Regions from separate parts of the Mus musculus genome. Here region 2 is linked to region 1. A link is a contact called in public HiChIP or PLAC-seq data. All regions are on one chromosome and are shown on one strand. Each heading gives the region's core, a stretch centred on a gene start, on an enhancer-like site or on the middle of the called end of the contact. The rest is flanking DNA. Distances are from core to core; before and after follow the strand shown.

Evidence for each region. HiChIP or PLAC-seq counts read pairs in DNA pulled down with a chosen protein or histone mark.
Region 2: a contact with region 1 is called in an H3K27ac HiChIP or PLAC-seq map of microglia, with 22 times the contacts expected there. The contact joins the enhancer-like site here to the promoter of Fundc1 in region 1. A contact is called at or near these places in 3 of 484 Hi-C or Micro-C datasets (bone marrow-derived macrophages and macrophages), 4 of 115 datasets of contacts at active chromatin or transcription factors (the SCID.adh cell line, embryonic fibroblasts, embryonic stem cells and 1 more) and 1 of 9 other capture datasets (liver).

What each region holds. Positions count from the first base shown.
Region 1 is chrX:17,569,183-17,574,228 of GRCm38.p6, reverse strand. Fundc1 (FUN14 domain containing 1) reads left to right here and starts at 1,904. Exons shown (of 5, transcript NM_028058.4): 1 at 1,904-2,076; 2 at 2,770-2,926. The coding sequence starts at 2,049.
Region 2 is chrX:17,606,668-17,611,713 of GRCm38.p6, reverse strand. No RefSeq gene overlaps it. Among named protein-coding and RNA genes, the nearest start is that of Fundc1, 37 kb to the right of the region's middle. Within about 2 kb of position 2,778, at least 8 of the 459 cell types and tissues checked have an H3K27ac peak or open chromatin away from gene starts, as enhancers often do. A contact at or near this core is called in bone marrow-derived macrophages and microglia, where this site is marked.

The DNA.
Region 1 (5,046 bases), core at 655-3,154:
GAAGGGACTTGAGCCCCTGGTCAAGTGGGTTTCCTGCGCCCCTGCTGCTGGCACAGGCCCATCAAGATTGGTTTGGAACTGATGTTGTCTTCCACTCACCAGTGATCCTAAGATCGTGTGGAGAGTCCTTTGGGGACTGTGGGACTGTCTTCGGAGTTCGAGCCCAAGGTGATGGAGCTGCCGCAGACCGGAAGGGCTAGAATGCATATTTAAAATAAGTTTGGTGCTGATTTATGTGAACTTGGGTTAGTTCTTTGGTATCCAACATGTTTTTATATTCTACAGAATCCATGGAAATTTGTGGTAAAAAAACAGACTTTATCCCTATTTCACATTCAAATAATAACAATTCTTAAAATCACAGCTTTGTGGTGAATGTCGGTAATCACAGCACTGGGCAGAGTGAGACAGAGGAATCCAGCATCAGAGGCCAGCCTGGGCTACATAGTGTGACCATGTTTACAAACAAACAATCCTAATACTGGAGAGGCAGAGGGAAGTAGGTCTGTGTAAGTTTGAGGCCAGCGTGCTCTACATAGGGAGTTCCAGAGAATCTTAGGTTATGTGAGATGTTGTCTAAAAATAACCAACCAACCAAAAATACAAGCAAAAGTCTGCTCGACTAACAGGGCACTAAAAAAACTAGAGCCCTCAGCAGTTTGAGAAAAATGTGACCTGGGGATCCATCCCATATACAGTCGCCAAACCCAGACACTTTTCTGGATGCCAACAAGTGCTTGCTGACAGGAGCCTGTTATAGCTGTCTCCTGAGAGGCTCTGCCAGTGCCTGGCAAATACAGAAGTGAATGCTCACAGCCATTCATTGGACTGAGCACAGGGTCCCCAATGGAGGAACAAGAGAAAGGACCCAAGGAGCTGAAGGCATTTGCAGCCCCATAGGAGGAACAACAATATGAACCAACCGCTATTCCCAGGATACCCAGGGACTAAACCACCAACCAAAGAAAACACATGGAGGGACCATGGCTCCAGCTGCATATGTAGTAGAGGGTGGCTTTGTCAGTCATCAATGGGAGGAGAGGCCATTGGTCCTGTGAAGGCTCTATGCCCCAGCATAGGGGAATGCCAGAGCCAGGCAGCAGGAGTGGGTGGGTTGGTGAGCTGGAGGAGTGGGGAAGTGATAGGGGGAGGAGGGTTTTCAGAGGGGAAACCAGGAAAGGGGATAACATTTTAAATGTAAATAAAGAAAATATCTAATTAAAATTTTTTTTCATTAAAAAAAAAAACCTTTAAAATATTTGCCCTGACACTTGTTAAAATAGATAGTGGGTCTATTTTAATTTGGGATACAACAACAACAACAAAAAGCTGGAGATTTATAGTGCATAATCTGAGGGGGTCGAAGTGTAGAGTCCTACCAAGAGGAGACATCAAGGGAGTTTATTGCTGAGCTAGTTTAATTGGGTTCTTACTGGAGAATGACTGGGTTATTAGACATCAAGCAAGAAGTGGGCCTGAAATTTCTGTTAAAGCCAACAGAATTCTTGAAAGAACTAAAGGCCAAAGATAGGGCCTGAAAAAAGAACACCTAATCAGAAAGACAGCTTCGTTGAAGCATCCTGACTAAAGACTTGTTAAGAACAGTCTGCCAACACTAAACTGATTATCTTGTTCTATTACCCTTAGCCGCTCCTCCCTCCATTCCTTTAGCGTAAAAAACAAACAAACAAAAAAACCAAAAAGCAAAAACAAAAATAAGACAAAACAACAAAAAACTCTTAGAAACTTAGAGCAGGTTGGGGTAATGCCCAGGCTACAGTGGAAAAGAGCACGGACTACATTTCCCATAAGCAATAGGAGGGCGGGGACTCAGCTATTCCATCACAAGTCCCAAGCCTTGCGGCTGCGCACAAATTGTTGGAGGTCGTGTACAGGGAAGAGTGGCGGTGACGCGACTGTGTGGGCGGGGCGAGGAGGAGGCTGAGGAAAAAAGAGAGACCATAGACTTCCAACTCGGCCTAGAGCGTCCTTTAAAGTGGTGGGGAGAGGCGGGCAGGGACCACCCCCAACTGGCCGCTGGCGGTATCATGGCATCCCGGAACCCCCCTCCCCAAGGTGAGCAGCCAGGGCCCGAAGTAGTCTCTGGGACGCTGCCCACAGCACTCGACCTTTTATTGCTATGGTGTTTCTCCCTTTCCCTCCTCCAGTGTTTCTGGGGCTCTGTCGCTGTACAGCCCCTTTGCGAGAGCCCCTTTGAACCAGAGGTCTCCTTTCCCTCTCTGCGGAATTTAGCATGCTCACCTACACCTAACCAAGGCTAGACCCTGCCCTGCCCTGCCCCCACCTCGAGCCCTTCTCCATCTTGCAAAATTAGGAGGGTTGGCGGGTTGATTTCCATGGTTGGTTGCGTTTTAGTCCTGCTCTGATTTCCTCTTGCTAGGTTCCTGACTTTTCCTTTCATGGAAGGATCATCCCCTCGCCCCCTTTTCCCACAGATGGAAATGTACCCTGCCCTGACCTTATTCTCATTGTGCGGGTGACCGCCCACTGCTTTGTAATTCAACTGGCCTCTGGCTGCGTGTCCCTAAGCCTTGGGAAAGGAAATGCCGATGCTGTTGCTAGGCCCTTTATGCTTGAGGCCCTAGTCTCCCAGATCGAGTTAATCACGCTCCTTCGTTTACATCTGGGCCTTTTTAGTTGTAGACCAGACATGACAGTGTGTTGGCCCACAGGTTTTATGAAAACAGCTTGTGAGACGTTTCAGACTGTAGAATGAATGTTTTTTTTTTCCATTTTGTATTTTTAAAGACTATGAAAGCGATGACGAATCATACGAAGTGTTGGATTTAACTGAATATGCAAGAAGACACCACTGGTGGAATCGAGTATTTGGCCACAGTTCCGGACCTATGGTAGAAAAATACTCAGTAGCTACTCAGATTGTAATGGGTGGCGTGACTGGCTGGTGAGAACATTCTTTTCATTAAATTTTAGTGGGAACCTGGCTCTTGTCCTTTTGTAAATGGCACAGCCTCCATAAATCTTCAGTGGCTCCCCACTTTTAAATTCCAGAAGAACACAACTTTGGGGCTTTTCCCGGATCTTATTGGTTGTATCAGCCTTCAGATAGTCCTGGTTGGATTTTGATGATTTCCCTCTGTCAAAGGCCCACCATAGTTCCACTTCCACCCTTTACACTTCCTTTAATTCATTAACAAATTTTCAACTTAAGCAAGTTAATTATAAGTAAGTTGTTACTTGCTATTCAGTGCCAATAACTGGAAAAAACATGAGAACTCCCATTGCAGAACTAGCCTCTAAGATTCTCAGCTCTGTACATAGAAGCATTAATGGTCTGTAAAAATTATTCACAATGATGCATCAGATTCTACATTTTTTGTGTACTGGTTCTGATTATGATAGTGCTTTGAAGAAGATCTGAGAAGATTGCCTTTGCTTTAGAATTAATGCAATGATTACTTATTATGCAATAATTTGGAGTACAATAAGGAGTGGCTAATAACCATTAATCAAGCAACAGCTCATGTAAGCACATATTTACATTGTTGTTACCATGTATTTTAATTCTATTATTTTTGGAATAAAATATTAACCAGATAAAAAGGGGCAGAAACAGTTCAGTATTTTGAAATATGTTGATGACTCTTTTTTTTTTGAAGTGACAGTGATTAAGTTGTAAGCATTTTTTTTCTTTACATTTAAGGTAAATTCATCTTGTGCTAATTAAAATATTTACATACTTCCTCTTGGCATGGGAAAATGACATTTATTCATGTGTGTTTTCCATGAACCTCGGAATAATGATGCCCCATGCCTTCTTGTAAATGCCATTTCATAATTTAAAACAAACAAAGAACAATTATGGTGAAGATTCCATGGAGCACAGGCACAGTATTAATACTGCTTTATTGAAAAATCATACAGTTAGAAGGGAAATTTCTGCTCAGGGCCTCGGTCAATTAGATGATTCACTGTAGGATGATTACAACTCTGCCCCCTTAAATGCATTTATAATTTGGTGCCAGAGGTGATTGGTTAGTGAGAATCATGGCGGAAAGCCAGATCGTTGCACATTTTCTTCTTACAGACCTAACCTGCTAAGAAGGCCCATAACTGCCAGGTCTTCCTGAAAACCCTAATGGCAGAGCAGAAGTTAGTAGTGACTGGTACACAGCTTGTGTAGCTGTAGCATTCAACCTGGGGTTTAATGAAGACCTCACTACTTGCTTTTTTCTTTGTTCTTCCTTACTGACTCCTGTATAAGAACCATATTCTTGATAATAATAACAACAACAACAGTAGTAATACATTTGGATTGTCAGTATCAGACAAGTATTCAACCCAGGAGCTATGTAATAGTTTGTGGGTATTTGTTTTTTACATCCATCTATTTGTGTGGGGGGCACAGATGTGTCCCAGTATATATGTGGAGGTCAGAGGACAGCTAGTAGGAGTTTGATCTTTACCATGTGAGTTTTGGGGATCAAACTGGGCTCTTTAGACTTGGTAGCAAGTGCTTTGACCTGCTCAACTCTCTCTATGACCTGGTCTGTGTAATAGGACACTTATATTCAGGTGGCTTGTTTTTGTTTTTGTTTTATGTGGGCACAAATTCAGGACCTTGCAAGCATTCTAACTCTAAGTGATATTGCCAGCTACATAGGTGATTTGTTGGAATGATTTGAACTGTAGTTTAGATTCAGAGTAGAAAACATTTGAAATCTTTTTAGGATATAACATTGATGTGATATTGTGGCATAAAAGAGGAACAGTTAATATAGGCATAAACCTAACTTAACACTTGAGACCGACCAGCTCAAGACATGAATAGCCTAAGGAGATTGGATTTAGCCATAAGTTTTTGGTAATAAGAAATGAAAACTAGTATGAGAAAAGGTGGTTGCTAGGAGACCTGGAGGCCTTGAATACTGAATCTGCTTTTAGAGTGTGATCCAGAAGCAGAGCTATGGAATCCCAACATTACATTCCAAAGGTAACGATGCCCCTAAGAGTGGAAAGGAGGGCTGGCAAGATAGCTCAGCAAGTAGGCTTGATGCCAAGCTT
Region 2 (5,046 bases), core at 1,529-4,028, 37 kb before region 1:
TTCCAAACCCCTAGTGAAAAAAAATTAAATATTAGGCATTGGTGAAATAAACTTCCACACTGACAATGTGAATATAAAACAGCACAAGCACTTTCTAGAACAATTTCACAGCATATAGTAAAAAACAAAAACTAAAAAAAAACGTCAGGAGCTGAAATGATGGCTCAGCAGTTAAGAGCATTATATGGCTCTTTCAGAGGACCTGGCTTTGAATACCAGCACACAAAGGCCATCTGTAACTACAATTTCAGAGGATCTGGTGCCCTCTTGTGGCCTATGCAGGTACTAGTCATTCAAGTGCTGTACAGACATGCATGCAGGCAAAGCACCTATATACATAAAATAAGGATCAAAATCATTTCAAAAACTTTATATCTGCTATATTTTATTCTACCATGTTCCTTTGAGGCCCATGTATTAGCTTGTTTTATAAGATGGCACTTTTACAATAATGGAAAAGTAGCCAACAGAATATGAAAAAGATCACTTCTATGACTATAACCTAGAGAAATTATCGAAACAGTCACCATAATATATGGTATTATGCTGGTAAGTATGTGATCACTAACTCTTAATGGAAATAAAGGTCCTGTTTCAAGCCTTGGTTAAAAATATTTTGCCATAAATATTTTCACTATGACTATCTGGTTATTGACACCAACAAATGTAGTTCCTCCTTACCTGTGCAGAATAGAGCCTCAGCGGAAGCCCCAAGCCATGGAAAACACCAAATCCTATATATAACTATGGATTTTCCCACAAATTTGTAAATTAGGCATGGTAATTAATCATGGTAAGTGATTAATAATAATCAATTGCCATAGGCTACAGCAACCATAGTCTATTATTTCTTTTCAAGAGCCTTTAAGTTTTCAGGTAAAGAAGCAACTTACAGATTTGCTTGGACTTATAGGAACCGCCAGCACCACTATTCTTGTAATTTGGGGCAGTTATGAAATATAAAATAAGGCTTTTTTGAGGGTGAGCTCTGCAATAGCACAACAGCTGACCTTACAACTGAGGAGGCTGGTAAGTCCCTCATAGGCAGGTAGAACACACAGCATGGATGCACCAGGGAACAGGATGGTTCTAATCCTGACCTGAAAGTGAAATTGAAAGAAAAGGCACCACTGTACACACACCAAGTAAAGGTCCACCAATAATATAATGGATAAATTAATGTAGTGTTTGTTCAGTGGAGCACATGGATGCATGTCAAAAATAAAGTGTTGAGAGGAAAATCCCAGTTGTATACTATGTGCAGTGTAATACCATTTGTATAAATCTAAAAAAAAAACTTTTACAAAGTGATTGTGGTAGTTTGAATGTGCTTGGCCCAGGGAGTGGCACTGTTAGGAGGTGTGGCCTTGTTGGACAAAGTGTGTTACTTTGGGGGTGGGCAAAAAGACACTTCTCTTAACCACATGGGAGCCAGTCTTCTACCGACCTTCTGATAAAGATATAGAACTCTCAGCATCTCGTGCACCATGCCTGCCTGGACACTGCCATGCCCCCAACTTGATGATAATGGACTGAACTTCTGAATCTCTAAGCCAGCCCCAATTAAATGTCATCCTCAAAAGAACTGCCTTGGTCATGGTGTCTGTTCACAGCAGTAAAACCCTAAGACAGGTATATACCGGTAAGCACATCACCAAAGTCATGATGGTACTTAGACTTGGGATAGGAGAAAACAGGATGAAGATAGTGTGTTAGGTATTTGTTGCTACAGAACACTGCTCCCCCCACCCCCCCACCCCCAAAGCAAGCTACTTAACACTACTTACATTTACTACCTCACAGCTTCCTTCAGTTGGAAATCTGGGCAGATGTTGCTTAGTTCTTTGTTTACTGGAATAATTTATTGTCACTTTTGGTTGAGTATTTGCTTCCAGAGTCATCCTTCCTTTCCCAGGAAAGGCAGCACCATTTTAGTGCACTTCTTGCCAGAAGAATGTTAGGCATTCAAGAGGACCCTGCATTCTGTCTTCTTCATCTCTTTCAGTCCAAGTTGGTGGCATTTCTGAAGTAATTTCCTCAAAAAGGCTTTGAGACAGTGCTTGAAACAGTTCATTCTTTCTTATTTAAAGCCAAACACATGTGACTCTACCACCTGACTTCCCTTCTCTTTCTTGAAATCTTGCTGAAATAATAGGAATCAAACCATCAAGTTTGCTAGAGGCATCTAACTTGATTTAAAGAATCAAGATTTGGAAATTCTAGGAAATGGAGCTCAGCTGGAGTATGTGAATCACTTGTTTACAGATATTTTTCATCATAGTGGACAATGCATGGTGCACATTCCTCTCTACTAGAAAAGATATTTAAATGTGAGATCTTAGTTTCTTTTTCTGTTGCTGTGATAAAATATTCTGAGAAAAGCAACCTAAGGCAAAGAAGGTTTTATCTGGCTCACAGTTCCAGGATACAAAGTTCACCATAGCAGTCAATTCAAGGCAGCAGGAGCGAACACGTCAGGAATAGAGAAAGTGAATGCATGCTATTGATCAATTCCTTTTCTCCACTTACATATTTCCAGGATGCTAGCCAGAAAATGGCACCACCTACCATGGGTGGGGCTTCTCACTTCAATTAATTAAAGAAAAGTCTCCCAGAAGGCCATCACCCAAGCAATTCTAGATTCTGTTAAGTGGATAATTAACACTAACCACCTCAGGGTCCATTTCCTCAAACATTTTAAGGAACTGGCTGAGATCTACAAAAGCTGTTGGCAAACACTCCACTGTTAAGGGAGCTTCATTTTTTTGATGCCAGTCCCCATTTCCTTCTTCCTACTTCCTTATAGACTGTGTCTTCATGTTCCAGTCCCAGCAATTCGTCATTGGTCATGTCTTTAGAAATTATGTGGAGGAGTTCCTCTGTGTCATGCTCCCCTATCTCAAACACAACCTTGTTGATTTTTATAACCTCTCCATACTTGGTACCAAGGTACTCCTTTAGTACATCACTCTGTGCATGCTGTGTGAGGCCTTTCTGTCTACTCACCACAAAGAGGGCACCAATGACAAAAAGAAACGATCCCACCATAGTCCAGCTTGGCAAAGCAATAACTTTCTTTGAGTTACTTACAAGACCAAGGATGATTTTAGAGCAGTTGTATGACCAAAATACCAGTTCCCAAAGGGTCACTGAAGCTGCAACCCTAAAGCTCTCTGCTTGATATACAAGGCATCTTGACAGACAGTCCATTCTTGACACATTATTCTCCTCTCTTCTCCCTGGCATTTTTTTACTGTCTCCATTTCCTTAGGTTGTCCAGAATCTTATAGCTTTAGCTTTCCCAGACATGTGATGTTTGTTTACTTTCTAAGTCTCATGAGCCTCCATGTTCCTTCCTGGAGGGAATGTTTCATCTCAGGAGGAAATTGCTCAGACATATCTCCAAGCAAGGATCTCATGCAGCCATAGATGCAGTAATCCTTCTGGAACTGTATTCATCCCTTCTCAGTGTCTTCTTCCAAGGCTGTACTAGCCTGGACAAAAGCCTACTTAGGTAACCAGCCTTAAAAGTTGCTGTAACTACCTGATTCTCTGGTGGCATTTGGAGAGAGAAATATTGCTTTGATATTGAGATAAAGATCACAATATAAGGAGGGCAAATGGGAACATCACTAACAATAACCAATATGCTGAAAGCAAGCTATTCTCCAAACAGTGTTTCTCATCTCAGTGGCACAGCAGTTCAGCAGGATATCTTAGAAGAGATGTCACCTGACTTTGTACTATTATTTGTAGTGGTTTGAATACGCTTAGTCCATGGGAAGTGGCACTCTTAGGAGGTTTGGCCTTATTGTTAGGAGGAGGTGTGGCCTTGTAGGAAGGAAGATTGTCACTGTGTGAATGGGCTTTGAGATCCTGCATTCCAGCTCCACCCAAGTCCTCCTGGCTGCCTGCAGAAGATAGTCTTCTCCTAGCTGCCTTCGGATTGAGATGTAGAACTAACTCTCAGCTCCTTCTTCAGCACAGTGTCGGCCTTCATGCTGCCATGCTTCCCACCATGATGATAATGGACTATACCTCTGAAACTATAAGCCAGAGTCAATTGAATGTTTTCCTTTATAAGTGTTGCCTTGGTCATGATGTCTCTTCAGAGCAATGGAAACCTTAAGACACTATTCTTGTGGTAAATGGGCAGGGCATTCTTTATCCATATGCTTTGTCCTCATGTGCCAGATCATAACAGGTTTTAATTTTTACCCTCAACACTGCCCCCAAGCAAGACATCTTCAAAAGCCTTGAACTCTGCCATCGATGTAGCTTCCTTGTGGGTAAAAGTTCTTTCAGACATCTGTTTGAAAAATAGAGCTATCTCATTCATACTGAAGATTTGCCTAAGCAAGTTATTTTCCTCCAAAATCGGTTCATCTAGGGTTTTCAAAACTCTTTCAGCTGCCTTCACAACAACACTTGTAGTCAACACTCACTCCTACATGAAATGAGAAGCAATTCTTAGATTATTTCAACTAGCCAGACCCATGAAATGGAAGTACCATTCAGTGATGGAGCACACACAAGGCACCGAGTTCAATTCCTGTGACTGTAAATAAACGTTTGTTTGGGTTTCTATGTGAATAAAAAGAGCAATAAATAAACTAGTTAAAAAAAACTGAGTATGGTGCCTTTTACCCTAGCACTTGAAGGTAAACAAAACAAAATCACAAACACAGAAACAAAATCTACCTAGACATAACAATAAATTCAATATGAACGTTGAATACAGCCTTTTCTTTTGTTTAACCATGATTGCCATGGATCTGAGAAGGATGTCCTTTGGTCTCTGATTTTCAGTTAAGATCATTAGAAGTTTCTCCTTCGGTGTTAGCTAAAGAGAGAGAAAGAAATGGCATGGAGTTGGGTGGGTATGAGGGAGGGAGGGAGGATCTGGGAGGAGGAGTTGAGGGAAGAAAAGAGCATGATCAAAATTCATTGCATGAAAGAGTTTTGTTTTGTTTTGTTTTGTTGTAGTTGTTGTTCTTGTTGTTGTTGTTGTTGTCTGGTACGTTTACTAGCTATCCTAGAAGGAGA